Linked DNA regions of Sus scrofa: region 2 is linked to region 1. A link is a contact called in public Hi-C data. All regions are on one chromosome and are shown on one strand. The core of a region is the stretch at or near the end of the contact, and the rest is flanking DNA. Distances in the headings are between cores, read along the strand shown.

Region 1 (4,884 bases), core at 1,371-3,870:
TGCAGACAGAGAAAGTGCTCAGAATTATTTCAGTCCTTTGAAATGTGTTGAGGATTGCTTAATGACCCAGCATAAATTCTGGTAAATTTCTTTCAACTTTTTGTGGCACTATTGTTATTGATTTTGTATCCTGTCTCTAGGAGAAGAAGAGGCATGTCCAAATCTTAAGAAATACCCATCACTTCATTTACATCATGTGGCAAGAACATATTCATAATCCGCATACAGGCCTGATGCAAAGTAGGATAGGAAGCTGAATTCTTAGACAAGTTTTCCCCTCTGTAATATAGCAATAAAGCTGCATGCTGTCCCACAGTCTTCCAGGAGAGAGAGGCTCTCTCCATAGCTCAGGTAGAAAAATCCCAGAGAGAATCAGTTCAGCAAATTTGGATCACTAGCCTGTGTTTTACCATCACAATGGCAAAAGGGTGGAAATGGACCAAGCCTGAGTACTCATTTTCCTGTGCCCATATGGATAGTGTAGAGTTCCTGTTGTGGCTCAGCAGTAACGAACCCGACTAGTATCCATGAGGATTCGGGTTTGATCCCTGACGCCGCTCAGTGGGTTAAGGTCACAGATGAGGCTTGGATCTGGTGTTGCTGTGGCTGTGGCATAGGCCAGTAGGTACAGCTCTGATTCAACTCCTAGCTTTAGAACCTCCATATGCTGCTCGGTGTGGCCCTAAAAAGCAAAACAAAACAACAATGGACAGTGTCAATGCCACCAGAATCACACAAAACAGGTTTCCAGGGGAAAGATGAGTTTTATTATTAAGAAAAGGGGATAAGGGGTGCTGCTGGACAAAACAATACCAAAAATGATGTTCACTACAAAATATGGGTGGGGATAAAAAAGGAGAAAAGTATCTACTGTATTTGCAAATACAGAGGTTACAGGAGTTCCTAATGAAATTCACAGCAGAGAGAGTAGCGGGCCTGTAGGGGAGAGTGGGTGGTGCAGGAGGGTGAAAGGACCCAGGCATGCTGAAAGTAGGTATCACTTTCAAGATGACTGGCTGTGAAGAGAAGCAGCCACAACGTTTTGGCCTGAGTTCTCTAAAAAGGTAGTCCTGGTATAACGATTTGAGGTTTACTGCGAAAGTGACCCCAAGACAGGTGGGATAGAAAACCGGAAAAGGAGGGAACCTAACAAGAGAAGATGCAGAAAGGAGTAAGTTGCAGCTGCGGACAATCAGAACTCTTCTGCAGCGACCTTGAAATAGAGCGTAGGATATATGCCTCCCGGCAGATTCATTCTCTGGAGGTTAGGAAGCCGGGCACTAGATACCCGCATTCCTCAGGGATGTCGGATTGCTGGGACGGGTGTGAAGGAACGTCATCATTACAGCACTCCTGGGTCTTGCCCCATTTCTCCTCTAAGCGAGCTTCCCATGGCCAGTGGAGCCTATGGGCAAAATGGAAGAAAGGAGGGCAATTTTACAATATAAGTAGATACCATGAGCACAGGGAGAGCAGGACAGGAAAGGTCGCAGGATATTCTTTCTCTAAAGAGTAAGACATCGGAAGCACATGGGTGATGTAGCTAATTTTTGAGGAAGTGTAGGAAGTTTGCGGGAAATCTGGTAGAGTCCTCTCTCTATTCCTCAAAATGCACCAAAAATGTTTCCTAAAAGGAAGTCAGGTAGGATCAGAACCAAGGGACTTTAAAGAACCTCCTTCCGGAGTTCCCGTCATGGCGCAGTGGTTAACGAATCCGACTAGGAACCATGAGGTTGAGGGTTCGATCCCTGGCCTTGCTCAGTGGGTTAAGGATCCGGAGTTGCCGTGAGCTGTGGTGTAGGTCGCAGACGCGGCTCGGATCCTGCGTTGCTGTGACTCTGGTGTAGGCCAGTGGCTACAGCTCCGATTAGACCCCTAGCCTGGGAACCTCCATATGCCACAGAAGCGGCCCTAGAAATGGCAAACAACAACAACAAAAAAGAACCACCTTCCGCCAACTCAGAAGGGGAAATCGGTCCGGAGGACGAAAAGCGAGTGGCCCAGCGCCGGTAAACGGCAGGGCGGAGTCCAGGGATCCTAGGGTCTGTGTGTGATCGGCGAATCTGAAGTCACCCCCTGGCTATGCACCATCCAGGAGGTCTCAGCAGGCTACGGAAGCATTCGACCCAAACGAAACCAACAGCCGCTTCTACGCCTCGGGTTCTCTGCGGTCCTTAAGCAGGAAAGTAAAAGAAGCCCATTTTGGACAAAGAATGGGGACTTACAACTTTCTGTTTTCATCCAGAAAACGTCCCTTTGAAAGAGTAGGTTGAAAACTACCAGAACAAGCCCTAAAAAGGGATCTTCCTCTGGCACCGCCCCCTTGGCCGTGACCCCGGGCTCGGGAGGACCGCCCCAGCTTCCGGTCCCACTCAGGGGCCTGTTCGGGAAGCTGAGGCTAAAGCCGCGCCCCCTCCTCCAGCCCCCGCACCATCTGCAGCTGGCAGCCCGCTCAGAGAGGGAGCCTGGCGCGCCCCCCGCGCACAGGCCCCCTCCCATCCGCCCGCCCTGGAGCCGGCCGCGCGGAATCACGGGGCGGAGGCGGAGCCGCGCCGACAGTGGGCGCGGCGTCGGGGCTGCGCTCGCTGCTCTGGCAGACGCGCGGGCGCCCGGGCGCCCGCGGCCGGCTACCCTAGAAGCGTGAGGGGCGGGCGCCCAGGCCGCTGGCGGGGGCGCGGCTGGAGCGTGTGGGGCGGGGCCGGCGGGGCCGACGGGTCGGGAGCGCGGCAGTCGCCCCGGCTGGTCCCACGCTGAGCAGCCGCTTGGCCGGCTGTTTCCTGCAGCGGCTGCAGGGGTGGCCCCGGCGCGCGGCCCTTCACCATGTACACCTTCGTGGTGCGCGACGAGAACAGCAGCGTTTACGCCGAGGTCTCCCGGCTGCTGCTCGCCACCGGCCACTGGAAGAGGCTACGGCGGGACAATCCCAGGTTCAACCTGATGCTGGGAGAAAGGAACCGGCTGCCCTTCGGGAGACTGGGTGAGCTTCCCCGTTTCGCGCCCTCCCGCTCCTCCCGGTAGAACGGGCGCTTTTGTTTTAAGGTCAGAAACCTTCCCTCCGTCGTTTCTCGGGCAGATAGATAAAAAATGCATCCCTTAAAGGACTAAGCCCATCGTTTTTCGTGCCTTCTCATCTCCTAAATCGGATTCGGGGCGGGAATGTAGGTGCGGGCTCCTGGAGCCGCGGCTGCCTCTTTACCATGACCCGTCCCTGCAGCCGGGGGCGGGGAGCCCAGGCCTCGCGTCTCCCGGATTCCCCAGGCCCGACGTCCCCAAATCCGGCAGGTCCGCTGGACAGATCGCCGGGCGGGGCGCGGCTACGCGGAGCCCGCTGCTGAAATCTCGCCGGAGTCCTCTTGCACATTTTCTTCACTAAGGATCCTGCCCTGCCTATGTTGGCGCGGGAGGGGAGCTTGTGTGTGTTGAAAACCCTGAGGATTCAGCTACCCAGAGGCTCAGTTAAACTGTCAAAGGATTTGGAAGAGACCTGGATTCTGAAAGCCTGAGCTTCAGCAGTGAGCCCAGCCCAGGGAAGGGCGGAAGGGTGTCTTCTCTTAGCTTCACCAAAGAACACATTCTCACGATCGTGGGTTGAATGCAGATGGTAGGTGACGCTGGATTCTCAGCCCTACTCTCTCTGCGGGAGTTACCTTCATTCACGTGGTTGAAGCTGGCACCACCGCGTCTACATCTTCCTCTGGAGGAAGGTGCTGGGGAAGCAGAGGACCGGCGGCTCCTTTTTAGATGATGTAAACCAGAAGTTGTGCACAGCACTTCAGACTCACATCCCATTGACCTGAACGTAGTCTCACGGCCTCTGACTGCACAGTCATGGGGGAATTGCAGCCTCACTAGGGGTAGCCATGTTCCCTGCCAGAAATTCCCCTGGGGTGGGGACCTGATCATATTGCCAGAGACAAATCCGTCAAGAGGAAAAGTCATCCCTGCCTTGGAGGGCTTCTCAGAGAGCCGTGTTCTATGTCCGGAGAGGGTACGGTTTTTAGAAAATAGGTGTGGTCAGAGGGTGGAGAGGTTGAATAGGGAAAGACTGAAAATAGACCATTTGGAATTGACTAGCCCTTGATGGGCTTATGGGGGGGGGACTGTAATGATTTGAGGGATGAAGGGTATTTCTACTTAGGCTTGCTGAAACTTTTTCTTTGGGAAAGGACCACCGACAACTTTCTATTGTTGTACAAGTGTGCCATGTATGATGAGGACTCCATGGAAGGGCTGATTCCAACCCCTAGAAGTCTTGGAATACAGAGAATGTGCCTGGAAGTTCCCTTTTGCGAAACTGTCTCCCCAGGAAGCCCTCAGCAAAAGAAGAAACCCTGAGTATAGTCGAGAATGTTTATTTCTGACTTGTTCTGTATGCTTCCCTGCCTGACTGACTTTCCTCCTTGAACTGAGCAGTGCCCGGCGGTCAGAGCTTAGGTGGAATCCTAAAATTAAAAGCTGACGAAAAATGGCTCTGTGGGGGCTGCAGCAGGGGTGGTTGGCACTGCTGCGAGGTTCCAGGTGAGGGAGAAAGAGACCAAACCTAGAGGGTCCAAATCCTAAACAGTGACCGTGAAGTCAGCAGATGATCAGTAAACATTTATTTGTTTTTTGGCTGCACCTGTAGCATGCAGAAGTTCCCAGGCTGGGGGTAGAATCTGAGCCGCAACTGTGACCTGTGCCACAGCGGTGGCAACACCAGATTCTTAACCCATTGCACCATAGTAGGAGCTTCAGTAAACTTTTTTTTTTTTTTTTTTTCTCTTTAGGGCCACACCTGCAGCACATGGAAGGTCACAGGCTAGGGGTTGAATTGGAGCTGCAGTTGCTGGCCAATGACACAGCCACAGCATTTTGGGACCTGAGCCACATCTTTGAACTGCACCA
Region 2 (4,884 bases), core at 1,708-4,207, 2.1 Mb before region 1:
CAGGCAGTAGTGCTCTCGCACATAGCTGCATGAAGTCCCCACCTGTCCATAGGTCACAGCAGGCTGTAGGTAGCTGAAGTGTGACCACAATCTGGCCACTCCATGGAGAGTTATTTACTGGGCCCCCAATATGCAGGTCCTCTACTAGCCCTTTTGAAAATATTAACATGGAGAAGAACTTCAAGGAACTTAAAATGTAACCTGAGGGCATAAGACAGGTTAATAATACAAAATAAGACCACAGAGGGATAGAGGGCTTTGGGGAAGAAGTTACACCTCTTCCCTTACCCTTGGGAGCCAGCTTAGAGGCCAATTCTTCCAGCTCTGTGGACCCAAGCACTGTTAGGGTACTGCAACATATTTTGAGAGTCCCTCTATTATAGGGCTTTGTATAACTCTGTCCTTAAAGCCTTCAAACAAAAAACTAACCCCAACCCCATGCTGGTTAAGGCCACCAATAACAAAAGCAAAAGCATGGAGGTAGGCAAGCAGCAGATTATATAGCACAGGTCAGGGCTTCCCAAACTTGAATGTGCATATGGACTCCTGAGGATCTGGCTACACACGCTGGTTCAGCAGATGAGGGGTAGAGCCTGAGAGTCTGCATTTCTAAAGAGCTTCCAGGAAAGGCCTGTGCTGCTGGCTTACAGACCACAAAGCATAGAGGGGAAAAAAGGGGGTGAGAGGCCCAGAGATTTGGCCTAGTTCTCTCCTGGCCATTTTTATGCCCCTGAGCATGTGGTTATATGAGGTGCTGATCATGTACACTGCTGACCTCCTATGGAGGTGAGCTAGAAAAATATTATTACTTAATGAAGTGATAAAGGAAGTGACTGGCAAGGCTCCAAATGGCCCCACTGTCCTCTGATCCCTGGCCAAGGGCCAGTCCCTCACAAGTTTGTTTACCCTCTCCCTGCCACAGCAGGAAGAGATCCTCTCCTGCTCTTCCCCCTCTCCTCTGCCCTTTGGGACGAGTCTCCCATGGCCATCCCCTCCACCGTGTTCTCTGGATGTTGGGACTTTATGCTCCCGAGCCTGGGAGGTTAAGCACCATCACAGGGAAAGCAGCCGCAGTCTCTGCCCCTCCAGTGGGATTCCGCGGCCATTTCTTAGGGTCCATCTCCTCCTAGGCCCAGTACTAACTCCCCAAGAGGGTTCTACCCCGTAACTCTCCAGAGCCAAACCTGATGCTGTGGAGTCCATAGCTGGGGCTAAGGGGTGATGTCCTTTTACTAGGTCCAAATTTCTGTCCTTCGGCGCGTCCCGGCGGTCCTCCCGAGGTTCAGGGAGCAGGGAGCAAGCTGGGTGACACTGGGCATTCCATCACCGGCGCAGCGACCTCTAGCCGACTCGCAGGGCCCAGAAGAGAACTATCAAACCCCGACATATCCGCGTGCAGTGCGGCCGCTGAGGCGATACTCTTCTCTCCCTCCCAGACCTCTCACAAGCCCAGCTTCCAATTACGCTCCGCCGTCCTCCTCCTCCTCCTCCTCAGGACCAGGCTCTGGAACCCAGTGCCCATGAAGACCACCAGGAAATACGGCCACAGCGACACCTGCGATACCGGTGCCCCGCGCTTCCCCGCAGCTCCGAGACGGCAGGGATTCCGGGGAGAACCTCACAGTTGCAGCTCGGCCCTTGCAAGTCTGCACCCACCTCCAGGCCTCCACAGCCCTTCGCAGGCGGGCAGACCGAGGGACACTCCCAACTGCTTCGGGTTCGGGGCGTGGCACCCAAGTCAGGCTGCGAGCCGGGAGTCGCGAGACCCACAAAGATCGGAGCCACGCCCCCGCCCGAGCCCCCTCTCCCCCGACCCTTCAGGAGCCTGCGCAGACCCGCCGCCAACCGAAGATCGCTGGAACGTGCGTCGGGGGTGGGTCCACGGGAGGGGAGGAGCCGGCCAGAGCCACAGAGGTTTAGGAATGTGGAGTGTTGGGTTTCGATAAGGGGAGGGAACTAGCGCACCAGCGATCTGGTTGGGAGTTTAACTCTGCTTCACCCTAACCCCTTCACCGGCTGGGAAGCGGAAGCAGCTCCTGTATTGCGAGTGGCTCTTGTAGCCGGGCCTACAGCTCGGTTTGGGGCTCTTCAACAAAAGAAGCCACTGGGCACTTGTTAAAAAAGAGAAGCCTGGCGCCTACCCGAGTTTGCTAAATAAGGATTTCTATGAGCCTCTCCGGACGTGTGTATTTCTTAACAAGTGCCTAGGAGATCCTGATGGCTCATTGCGAGCTACTAGCTGCTCTTCTACAGCTAGCCCTTTGCCTCTTCGTCTTTCTCACTGCCCCTGGTTTTGAGTTCACGGGAAGGGTGCACTCAAAGATGGGAGGGCTTTGGACTCCCTCTTGCTCTGGAAATGAGTAATATTTAGGATCTAAAAGAAATGGAGAAACAGTCTGGATATTAAAACGATTCTCTGGACGCAGTACCCAACCAGAGAGGGCACTTGTGAGGACTGAGAGGTTGGTTTGTAGGCCCTCTTTAGGGATTCAAGGACAAATAACCTATTAAATCAGAACAAAAAGGCCGTTCTTCTTCCTTGCTCTTTCAGTGGGTTTCACTTTTCTATCAGCACTTCTGGTGGCACAGATGGCCAGGATGGTACAGCAAGTGAGGCAGTAAGCCCTTTTTCTCCAAAGCAAGGGAGGCAGAGAAGGGGGGCTGCCTGGGAACCATAACTGGCAAAGGAGTTTCTGTTCTCTTCTTTGCTCTAGAACCAAAAAGGTGAAGGTACAGATGCATGAGAAAAGAGTGGCTCATTGGTGGCTAACATGGTAGAAATGGAACGGCTTCAGATGAACTCGAGAGGCACTGCATGCCCCTGGTACCTTTTCCTGTAGGCACTGGCCTGCTACAGTGCCTGAAATTTCCCACTCTTAAATTCAGTCCTTTGGGACAGACCTTGAGCTAGAGGCCCTTGTTAACAATGCACATTTGTTACCCAGCAGAGCTCATCAATAGCTTAACAGGCTTATCTTCTCCCTAACTCAGAGCACTCTGCCATTTGGTGCCAATTGCTGTGGGAGCCCCAGTCCCCAGCAGCCAGATGGTTTTTCCCATTACCCCCAACATTCCCTTTTGCTGCTGCTTTGTACTCAAACCCTTCTCCCACCCAAACCATTTGTGATGACTGCTGTATTCTGTCCCTAGGTTTGCCTTTTCCAGAATGTCATATAAACAGGGTTATACAGTATAACCTGAGAGTGGCTTCTTTCACTCAGCATAAAGTTTTTGAGATCCAACCATGTTGTCATGTGTATCAGTAGTTCATGCCTTTTTATTCTCTCCTTTAAGGAAAGTTGTCACAAGGTGCTATACAACAGATCCAATTACATCCTATTTACCAGAATGTCTTGGTTCGTGCACACAAGTCAGAAAAAGAATTTTCTAGCCTAGCAAGGTGAAGAGAAAGACAAGTTTATTGAGATAAGAGATGCTGTTAGTGCAGCAGGATGACTTCCTGATAAACAGGGAGAGCCAACCCAGAGCTCGTGATCCTGTCTGTTTTTATAGCCCAGAGAAAAAGGAGAGGAGAGGTCTTACCATGCACCTGTTGACCTGCTGACTGGCTGGAGAAAGATGGGGTCTTTCAATAGACTTGCTGGTTGGGTGGAGGCATATATTGCCCTTATAAGGGCGGGGTGAGGAGTGGGCCACATACCTTTACTAGTAGGAGTCAGGAAGGAGTAGGCCAGGTTGTTCAAGGTGGGGGAAGGGGCTTTACAATGAGATGGGTGGGGCGATAAGTGTATGGTAGTTTCTGTCTTGGCCAGAGGCTTTTGAGTTCTGTCTCCTTAAAGAGGCTCTGAAGTCCCACACAGAACACAGAACCAGACCTAGCTACCAGGAAATGTAGTCTTTATTCTTGTGTCTGGCTAAGATTCTATTATCACAGAAAATGGAGAGAAAAGATAATGGGAGATAGCAGATTTTAACGAACAGTATTAATTGCAGTTTATCCAGAGGAAAAGCAAATAACAAGAGCATATCTCTAATCCAGATTAGCCTGAAAGAGATGGCTTACTTTAAGGAACTCAAGGAATTTTAGGAAGTAATTAGAAGAAACAAAAACGTGACAGATGGCTGGTGCTTTTGTAAGGCAGGACTGAAGTACAGAGATTATTTCAGGTCCTCTGTGTACTCTGGCAGACAGATTTTCCTTAACTAATCTAGGATGTTAGAGCACCACCATCTCCACCCTTTGACTTACCTGGGTAAGGATCCCCACAGTAAAAACAGGAAACTGTTCACAATTAGGGTTCAGGCATATACAGTCATTTAGGGTGGACTAAAGATGACCCAATGGTGTCCATTTTGAGAAAAAGAAACAAAAGCACAGCAGTAAATTGCTAATCTGAGGTGGAATCAAACCTAGGCATCAGAAGAAGTAATGCTTTTCAGGTATAGTGTAAAACTGTACCTGAATATTTCTCTTCCACCCCATCCACCCAGCTTCTGGTGATATGCATGCCCCTCAGGAAAACAGAACTTGTAGTAAAAAATAAAGAATATTACTACTAAGTAGCCAAATCCCTTTGCTAGGAGACAAACCATCCTTTCCCCACAGACTGAGTAGTAAAACTGAAAACACATCTCTAAAGGGCTATGCTCTTCTGCTATGATAACACCTTCCCCCCCCCCCCCCATGAGGCATGTGGAAGTTTCCTGGCTAGAGACTGAACCCAAGTCACAGTAGGGACCCAAGCTGTTGCAATGACAATGCTGGGTCTTTAACCCACTGTGCCACAAGGGAACGCCCTAAGATAACATCTCTTAAAAAGGCCATATGGTATAAAAGAATGACACTTTCTTTTGAAAAAGAGTGTGGAGAGATGTAAATCTGGGTAAAGAGTACCAGCAAAGAGAAGAAATGCTCAGAGAAAT

Evidence for each region. Hi-C and Micro-C count contacts between places; a contact is called where the count stands out from the background.
Region 2: a contact with region 1 is called in a Hi-C map of liver, with 6 times the contacts expected there. The contact joins the promoter of ZNF514 here to the promoter of TTL in region 1. A contact is called at or near these places in 1 of 5 promoter capture datasets (liver) and 1 of 47 Hi-C or Micro-C datasets (liver).

Annotation. Positions count from the first base shown.
Region 1 is chr3:44,020,347-44,025,230 of Sscrofa11.1, reverse strand. It overlaps TTL (tubulin tyrosine ligase), which reads left to right and starts at 2,620. Exons shown (of 7, transcript NM_001004041.1): 1 at 2,620-2,977. The coding sequence starts at 2,821.
Region 2 is chr3:46,107,991-46,112,874 of Sscrofa11.1, reverse strand. It overlaps ZNF514 (zinc finger protein 514), which reads right to left and starts at 2,957. Exons shown (of 4, transcript XM_021087083.1): 1 at 1,185-2,957.